Linked DNA regions of Oryctolagus cuniculus: region 2 is linked to region 1. The links are chromatin contacts, called in public Hi-C maps. All regions are on one chromosome and are shown on one strand. Each heading gives the region's core, a stretch centred on a gene start, on an enhancer-like site or on the middle of the called end of the contact. The rest is flanking DNA. Distances are from core to core; before and after follow the strand shown.

The links. Hi-C and Micro-C count contacts between places; a contact is called where the count stands out from the background.
Region 2: a contact with region 1 is called in a Hi-C map of psoas muscle, with 5 times the contacts expected there. The contact joins the enhancer-like site here to the promoter of BACH2 in region 1. A contact is called at or near these places in 2 of 6 Hi-C or Micro-C datasets (psoas muscle and an unstated tissue).

What each region holds. Positions count from the first base shown.
Region 1 is chr5:82,211,860-82,216,467 of mOryCun1.1, reverse strand. It overlaps BACH2 (BTB domain and CNC homolog 2), which reads right to left and starts at 2,378. Exons shown (of 7, transcript XM_070073780.1): 1 at 1,983-2,378.
Region 2 is chr5:82,555,101-82,559,708 of mOryCun1.1, reverse strand. All of the region lies in intron 4 of BACH2 (BTB domain and CNC homolog 2), which reads right to left. Among named protein-coding and RNA genes, the nearest start is that of GJA10, 110 kb to the left of the region's middle. Within about 2 kb of position 1,973, at least 1 of the 8 cell types and tissues checked has an H3K27ac peak or open chromatin away from gene starts, as enhancers often do.

The DNA.
Region 1 (4,608 bases), core at 1,129-3,628:
TCCATGGTTGCTTTTTTTTTTTTAACCACTTCTGGGACCCACTTCTTCTCCATCCCTCCCCACCCCCCAATCCCTGTGCCATCTGAAAGATGTTCAAGTCTCAACAACAGCAAATAGGACAGAGGTGGGTAGCCAATGCATGTGTTTTTTTTTTTTTAAACCAGAACCCTGGAAGGGAAAAACACATTGCAGCCACTCAAAGTTTTGTGGTGAAATTATAAACTCCTGAAAAACTGAATTTATAATGGAAATGCTGACAGACCTTTCACTGGAGCAGTCTGAACGCAACACTGTAATTTAGCAATCTCTCTTACAGACTAAAGACTAATTCTAACAAGATGTCATTTTGACTCACGCTTATTATTACCTGCAAGAATGAAAAAAAAAAAAAAAAAAACGCCGTTTCCCTTGCGAGCTGCTAGAGACTGAGGGTGGGGCGGGCTCCCATTTGAAGCGAGACGCCCCTTCCCTCCACGAGAGTGGCAGCCCTCCACGCTCAGCACGTCAGCCACAGCCTTCGCAGCCAACATGCCCTTCCTACATGTTACATTTTAATGATCTGAGAAAACCGTTATCAGAGTTAACATCTCTAATTTTACTCTAAACAGACAAAAGCAAAATATCTCATTAGGCATCATCTCCGCCAAGGTTCCCACCAGGCAGGAAAGGATTTTTATCTAAAGTAATTACCCTTTTTAGTTAAATACGCTCAACAGATGAACTTCACAGAGTGAGAGACTGTAGCACCAGACAGCGAAGGTGAACACCGGGGGACGCCGCGCCTCCCCACCCGCGCGCCCGCGGGGCGTCTGCGGCTCTGTCTCGCGGTGGGGGCGCCCTCGACTCCTCGTTCCCCGGCGGCCACGGGTCGCGGCGACGGCAGTGGCCAGGAGGGCCACAGACAAAACCAGCCGGGACACTAGCCGCCCGGGGAACTCCGCCCCCCTCCAAGTTGTCCAACTCGCCTGCAAGCGAGAGGGTGCGGGACAACCCGCGCGCCACAAGCCCCGAGGCAGACACGTGCGCCCGGCCCGGCCCGGCCCGGCCCGAGTTCTTGCAAATCCCCATCCAGATCGAGGCGGTCGAGATGCTAGTTGGAGTCCCCGGCTCGCGGGCAGCTGGGGTAGCCCGTGAGCGCCGCCCGCCGCCCTGTCCAGAGTGCCCGGCCGCACAGGCAGCTAGAACCGAGACCCACGGCGCGCCTCGATTTGGAGAGCCGGGGTCTCCCCGACCGACATTCCCAGGTGGAGCTCCGGGGCTGTGTGCGTGCGTTGCACGTAGGCTTCGTGCAGTACCCCGGGAGAGGGAGGTGCGAGGCTTCCCTGCAGGAGCCTCGAGCCCCAGGTTTAAGCTCCGCGGGACGCATTCCGACAACCCGGGAGGCAGAGATTCCACTCAGGTGTGCGCCGCGAAGCCCCCAACCTGCCCCTTTCCTGGGAGCCTAAACTTGGGCTTGGATCTCCCGCCAGCGGCTGCGGTCTGGGCCACCGGCAGCGGCTGACAGCTGAGCGCAAAGGAGCGGCGGCGCGGACCGGGAGGCGGCAGCCCGGCTGGGCGCGGGTCTCGCGGGCCGGGGGGCCGGGCGGCACAGGCTTGGCCCGGCCGGGGCAGGGCCGTGGGTCTGACAGCTGCGGCAGCTCCCGCGGCCGCGCGCTTCGCTCCACCCGCCCTCCCGCGCCTGACTTATTACCCTCTGCTCCTCCTCCCCCTGCTGTTCCAAAACACCCGTCGACGCGAGCAAAATACAATGCCGCCTCGCCCGCCGTAAACAGCCAGGCGGCAGAGCGCCCGTTCGCCGCGGCGCCCACCCGCTTCCCGTTCCTAGAAAATGCCATAAAAGCGGGAGGGCGCGGGGCGGGCGGCTGCGCGCGGGGCGCTGGGCAGGGCGGCCGCGGCTCCGCTTCCCCACGCCTCCCCGCCTGCCCCGCGCACCCGTTCCCCCTGCATGCTCGCCCGCCGCCCCGCCGGGGCCGGGGACTCACCTCGCCGGAGAACTTCGCGTCCTTTCCGCCTCCTCGTCCCCACGTCTGCCCGGCCCGAGCCCCGTCCCAGCAGCCGGCGCGGTGGGCGGTTCGGGGGGTCACCGAAGGCTCGCAGAGGGGACGCGCATCACATGGCAGCTCGTTCCCAGCCCCCGAGTGCGCCGGGAAGGGGGAGGGGAGGGGCGAGAAGCGGCCAGGGAGAGGGCGAGAGCGGGGCGGCGGCGGGAGCGGGCGGCGAGGGCGCGGCGGCGGGAGCGGGAGCGCTGGTGCGACCGCAGCCGGGCGTGCACGGCCGCTGCTGTGCTGTGCGGCGGCGGCGGCGGCGGCTGCTGCGGCGGCGGCGGCTCGGCGGTGTTTGCTCCGTGCCGCGCGGCTTGCGCTCTCCCTGGAACGCCCACACTCTCAATCGCTACATTGTTGACATTCGGCGCTGACGTCACCCGCTCCCCATTCACAATAACTTTACGGGAGCCGGGCAGCGCACCTCCCCGGCCGCTGGGGCGCCGTACGCCCGGCGACTAGCGTAAGCCGCTCCGCGAATGGCGCTCCGGGGGCGGGGGCGGGCGCGCGCTCCGCCGGCTCGCGGGAGGGGGCGCGCCGAGCTCCCCGCTTTGTGCGGCCGTGCGGCCCGCAGAGCCCTCTGCTCCCGGCGGGGCTGCCCGCTCGGCTGGCAGGGCCTTGCAAGAGCAGGGTTAGGGGTTTGGGCTTGGGGAGGCCAGGGCGGGAGAGGGGCCAGAGCCCAGGGCACTGCCTCCAGGCCCGGGAGCGAGACCTGAGACTGCTGGGCTGTGGTCTGCGCGTTTTTCCTGGACAAGCCCGAAAAGGTGCTCCACGCACCCCTCTCCCTCCCACTTCCCCCAGGGCTGACCGGACCCCTGCTTCTGCCTAGGGACAGGCCGACCGAGAGGAGCACCCGACCGAGGCTAACGTTTGGATCTTTTTCAGCAGCGCCTCGGCCTGCCCCATTCCAGGAACGTCTAAGCACCCCCGGCCAGGTTATGGAAAGAGCGCTCGCTCTGTGCGAAGCTCAATTCCAAGTCCAGCTCCCCAGCTCCAGCCACCTTGCCAGCCTGTCCCTGGAGGCTGCAGGGTGTTGCCCCTATGGCCATCGCGCGGCTGCCCCGTCAGGAGAAAGCTTGGTAGTTAGAGTTTTAAGAGAGTCGTTAGGGACCCAGGCTGGAGAGATAGGCTTGCAGTAAAATTAGGTTGGGTGAGTGCAGTGCTGCTGCCTGCAGCTTTACCCGTGGAGAGGCCAGGAAACTCTGCCACGTTTCCCTAAACACCTATAACTTGGCCCCTTGGGTAAGGGCACTATTCCGTATTATTGCATGTGGTGCTGATTTTTAATGAATATTATAAAACTTTGGCTCGCTCTACTGAGGGAAGGATCGTAAATCCCCCCTATAAAACAGGCACTGGCATATGCTGAGGAAGCAGGGGAGCCTCGCCCTGGGAGTCTCGTGATATCACCCGGAGTGTGGCTGCAGCCACCTTCGATTTGAGGGCAGAATTTTTAAAGGCCCCACTTGGAACGGCTGTGTGGAAAGCTAAGCCACGGCCAAAAGCAAGCTGAAGGCGCTAAGCTGATTTTTCTAACAGCGCTGGAAGACCTTGACATGTGGATCTGGGCCCGGCCTGGGACGTTTTCTTTGCTAACCCTTTTGGGTTTTAGATGAGAAAAACCCTTGGAGCTCAGAGTAGCCCTTGATCACTTGACTTTAGGTCCCAGTGCCCCTTTGCCCTGTTTCTGAGACCCCTGCTGACGACAGAATCCTGGTCCCTGATCTGCCCTACTCAGGCCATTTCTACCTAGTCTGGTGGATGGTTCCGCTTCTGCATTCCTTATCCCTGTTAAGAGTGTCTTGGTGAGATACCTTTATGCATTTTAGCAATGCCAGTCGGTGCTTTTCTGGAAAGATCCAGGATGAAGAACATGCCTATGAAGGTTAAATAAATTCACTTCTTTTCCAAGCAGGTCGTGGCTACCCCGCTGTGAGCAGAACTGGGCGCATCAGCATGGAGTTGCTGCTGCAGGCTGCTCTCGTCACCATCTCTGGTCCCAGGTGGATACAATGATGGCTACCAGGTCCTTCCCATTAGCCTACTTGCCTAAAGAGTGAGGCTGCAGCTTTTCTAGTGTGAAATGGGACAAGTAGAGATGAACAAAGCCTAATGCCACGGCTTGCATTATCAAGTCTTTCAAGGAGATGGAATTAGCACTAGCTAACCTCTAAGGTCGTATCCAGGTCTGCACTCACATATTTGGTGTCTGTGAACAAGACACAATCTGTGCCTTTGAGGAGCTTGAAGTCTAGCAGGGAGTTCATTATTCATTTTATGTTCAAGCACTGGAAGTGGGCTCTTTTGAGTTGAAGACTGAAAAGGATTTTCAGAATTGCATGAAATTTACAGGGCTGGGTTGTGGTGTACCAGGTCAAGTCATCACCTGCAAAGCCAGCAGCCGGCACTACTTCCAGTCGTGGCTGCTCTGCTGCTCATGACCTGGGAAAGCAGTGGAAGATGGCCCAAGTGCTTGGGCCCCTGCACCTGCCGGGGAGACCTGGAGGAAGTTCTTGGCTTGTGGCCATTGCAGCCACTTAGGGAGTGAACCAATAGATGGAAGATC
Region 2 (4,608 bases), core at 724-3,223, 340 kb before region 1:
TGCTCTTTGTATGTGAGACCTCGAAGCAGCATGGGCGAGCATAGAAGGCAGGCAAAAATCAGGAGAGTAAGAAAGCAGGCGCATCAGCCAGAGGCAAGTTCCTGCTTGCCTTCTGCCCTATCACCAGCACCTCACTATCGCCTGCCTCCGAGGGCACCTTCCAGGCAGGGCGCTGGCTGCTCTCATGACAGCAGCCAGGCTGTTAGCAGTCTCCGCTCCCAAACTTGAAAGACTGTCTGAGCCATGACGATCACAGCAGATAACATGCTCTACTCTCACGCTTTCTTGTGCAATTGTGCACATGTGGGCATGAATAGGGGGCTTCTCTTCCCCACCCCAGGACCCCCTGGGTGCGCTGATTTTAGGAATGGTTTGAATGGCTGCTCTTTCCACAACGTTAGAGGGCACATACCCACTGAAATGGGACACTCGCACTGCATTTCTTTATCACGGAGCACTGTTTTAATTTTTAACCTAACCCAGCAGGAAACCACAGTGTAGCCCTGATCAACCATGGAATGGATAAGATCTCTCTGACCATAGAGAAAGAGCCATGGTACTGTCTGTCACAGGGCAGTGACAGCCTTAAGCAGGGCATTATCTTGCTGGCTCTGGAGCAGGTGGAAATCACAGGTCAAACAGCAGAGAGTTCGTTCTTCAACTGACCCGGGCTTTTTGCTCCCTTATCTAGGACATCACCAGCAAGTGGTCTGCTATTCACAAATTCATTTTTCTTCATAGCTTCCTCGTCAGATTACCACCAGGTCCTGCCAGGAAGTAAAGCCCTTAATTTGTCATCTGCCTATAAAGTTTTAAAGTTATTCTTTTTTCCATCTGTGCGCTTTGCCAGAATTTTATCCTGCAGCGAGGAATTCCTATCTAAATTCTATCTGATCCCCTTGGTGCCCCCGCGCCTTCAGGACGCGTGGCCTTCAGGCCACCCACTCCATGCTTTCCGGCCTGCGTGCTCTTCCACGTGGCTGGCTCCTGGGCTCGGCATGAATCCAGATTTCCTTTTCTCTTTTAGAGAGAGCCCTTACTCTCCCATGCATTTCTCTCTCACTAAATAAAAAGCTTAAAGCTTAAAAAAAATCCTCTCTGTTGAGGTGCACCATTAGTTTCCTCCTTGCCCTATATAAATTACACCTCTCAAAGAGAAGACATTACACAATAAGTCTTTCTTGGATTTATTCAGAAAATAAATATATAGAGTTATTAGTACTTTTCAAATTAAAAAAATAATTGATTATATCTGAACCTAAAATCATGAGCAGGTCAGTTATCTTAATCCCAAAATGCACTATTGTGTTTTTTTTTTTTTTAATCACTGATGTGATAGATACGAAAGTCTGAGCTATTTGGATTTGCTGGCATGGATTAATAACTACCCATCTCAAATCATTAGTGATGCTGGTTCCAGTTCAATGATCGAACTGGGCAAGAAACCATTTCATCTTATTCTTTCCTTATGAAAGAGCTGTTGGCTTCATAATGCATTTCTTTTTAGAGAAAGGTCCTTTTGAAAGGGAGAATTCTAAAACCGGTGTTAAGAATCACTGGCGAAGAATAGAAATTCATTTTAAAGCAGTGTACCATGTATAAACGCTATCTTACAAACAGGATTATTTAATTTAAACCTTAGATCTGTCAAGCTCTATTACTTCCAATGGAGCCTGTCGCCTCTTGAGTTCATTATACACTGAGATTATTTTACAATCTATGTTAAGTCATTGCTGAGATACAAGGCGGTTGAAAAAAATTACACAGCAGTGTCAGTAAACACAGCAAAGTCACTGCAGTGTTCGGAGAGGCAAAAAGTCATCTTGCTAAATGAGGATCCAAGCTGTCCTGGACCAGGGCTGTTACTAATAAATAAAAGGCCTCTGGGAAAAGTGCTGAGCGTACGCTGGATCTATTTTCAGCTTGCATCAGCAGCTGCTGGCCCTGGGATCACATCCTTACGCATACTCTACACCATATGTAATCACTCCGGTGCTGCAACCAGTAAGATAATGAAAGAGCATGGCATAAATCTATACTTGAGTGGAATGCTAAATGAGAAAAATACTACAAAAAGGGGGGAAATAAACCACATTTTCAAGTCATTAGGAAGAAAGACTTTGACATATGAAGTGCTGCAACCATTAATAGCACTTATCATATAGAGTGGAGACAAAGAGACAAATTAATCAAACTGACAGAACTGGGACATTTTATGCTAATGCAGGCTCCTGGGTTTTCGTCCGTATTCCTCTGTGTCTGGAAAACTGATACCATTACAGGGCAGGAAATTGCATGAAGAACATGCAACAGATCATAAAAATTCACACACTGACTGCAGGAACACTGCCAAGAGCTCTGTAAAAACAAGGATGGAGACCTCAACAGCGAAACTACCAGCGAGTAATGAATGCAAATAAGTCCGGGAATATCTCCCATTCATGCATTGTAATGAACCATAGGCTTCTTGCTCGTAATCATAGTTGTGAGACTGCAGCCTAGAGAGCCAACTCCGCAGCTACCCCGAGAACGCTGCCCAGGCGCCGTTTTTTTTTTTTTTTTTTTTTCCCCATCAGCTGGGATGAGTGCTGCTCAGACCTAAATTTATGGACCGCATTGTGCGGGCTTTTTCAAAAAATGGCAAAATCAACATATACATGAACTTAAGACTTGAGGGGAGGAAGAAGAGAAATGAATTGATAATGCCAAGGAGCAAAATTTGCTAGGTCCATTTGTGTGACAATCCGAGACGGAGAGGTTTTTATAAAATATGTGCTCGCGGTCCCTGACTTCCAAACACCTCCCACTTTATGAATAAGCTGTACTTAAAGTGAATGGCAGGCAAGTCCCCATGAAAGCTCCTGGGAGCAACTAGCCTTTGTTCTCCAATCCCGAGCCCCTACGAGGCTGGTGGAGAGACATCTACTGGTTCATTTATAACAATCTAGAGAGCGAAATTGCTGCTGCCTTGAAAACTGTGTCCTTCCCCTCCCAGAAGCCTGTGTGTCCTTGTTACTGGGAGAAGATGGTTTCCTTAGCTGGAACTCCAAAGATATTTTCCCATAAAATAAAAATAATGTATGAATAGAAGTTGGGTGTGGCTGAAACCGTACAGCAGAACCAGAATCCAATGAGACCATCTCAGCCAGCATTCAGGGATGCAGGCTGGCCCCAAGTGATTCAGTTCCAAAGCTTCCTCCAGCTCATCTAATATACAGCACGCATTTTTATGCCTCAAGAACTTTGCTAAAGGAGGCCCTTCGTGTAGTGGACAAACATTAACCAATGGCTACCATACGGGCCTTGTATGATGGTCGATTAGCAGATGGAAAACAGCCCCCCCACCCCACACACAGAAATGAGGAGACAGACAAGCAATAATTCAAGTTCAATGCCATAACTGCTAGAATAGAAATCAGGAGATGTAACAGGTGTATAGCAGAAGCCACTAAGCCCCAGGCGGCCTGTTCACACCTCCTGAAATCCCGTATGAACCTCTTCTCCTCCCCTCTGTGAGGTCTTCCCTCGTTCTCTCATCAGAATTATCTGCTCCTCCTTTGTACTTTCATAGCCCTTCACTTATACGTAAGCTACACACTTAATTTTCTTTTCTCTCTATGTAATAATAAACATCTGTTCACTGAATACATTTTCCGAAGGAGCTATTCAGATAGGAGTTTGAGGGGTTGATTTAGGACACTAACCACTAGCCATAAGCCTGTTTCCAGAACAAAATACACTCTGGGTTCAAAGAACTAAGCAGACTAGCTAGACTTTCAGGGCTAACCCCTACTACCAGGTACAAAAGCTGAGTGGTAACCCTCTAGAGGGAGGAGGAAGGCCAGGTGTGGATTATTTATGCTGCTTTTTTATCCCTGAGAACCAAGACCTTGGGTGTAGCATTATCTGCCAGCACACCTGCAGAACCTGCTGCACCATGCAAAGATGTTAGTCTGACTTCCACTGCTGCTGCTTCTTTAAAAAAAAAAAAAAAAGTCTGGGGGCCGGCGCTGTGGTGTGGCAGGTAAAGCCGCCATCTGCAGTGCTGGCATCCCATATGGGCACTGGTTCAAGACCCGGCTGCTCTACTTCCAATCCAGCTCCCTGCTAATATGCCTAAGAAAGTAGTGGAATATGACCCAAGTGATTGGGCCCCTGCACCCTTGTGGGAGGTCCAAAAGAAGCTCCTGGCTCTTGACTTCAGATTGGCTCAGTTTTGGCCATTGCGGCCATTTGGGGAATGAACCAGCAGATGGAAGATCTCTCTCTGTCTCTCCTTCTCTGTGACCTTGCCTTTCAAAAAAATATTTAAAAAAAATTTTTTTTAAAAAGGCTGTATAACTTTCTGTCTTCCTTTTTTTGGGCTTTAGATCCAGCTGACAAATTGTCCTCTAAAAATGTGCATCAATGTAAAGCTTCACTAGCAGTGTACAATAATTTATTCTTCTTTTTAAAATTATTTGAGACAGAGGAGTTAGAGAGATAGATATTGCCCATCTTCTGGTTCACTCTCCAGATGCCTGCTAGCTAGGAACTCAACCCAGGTCTCTCACATTGCTGGCAGGGATCCAAGAATTTCAGTCATCACCTTCTGTCTTCCAAGGTGCA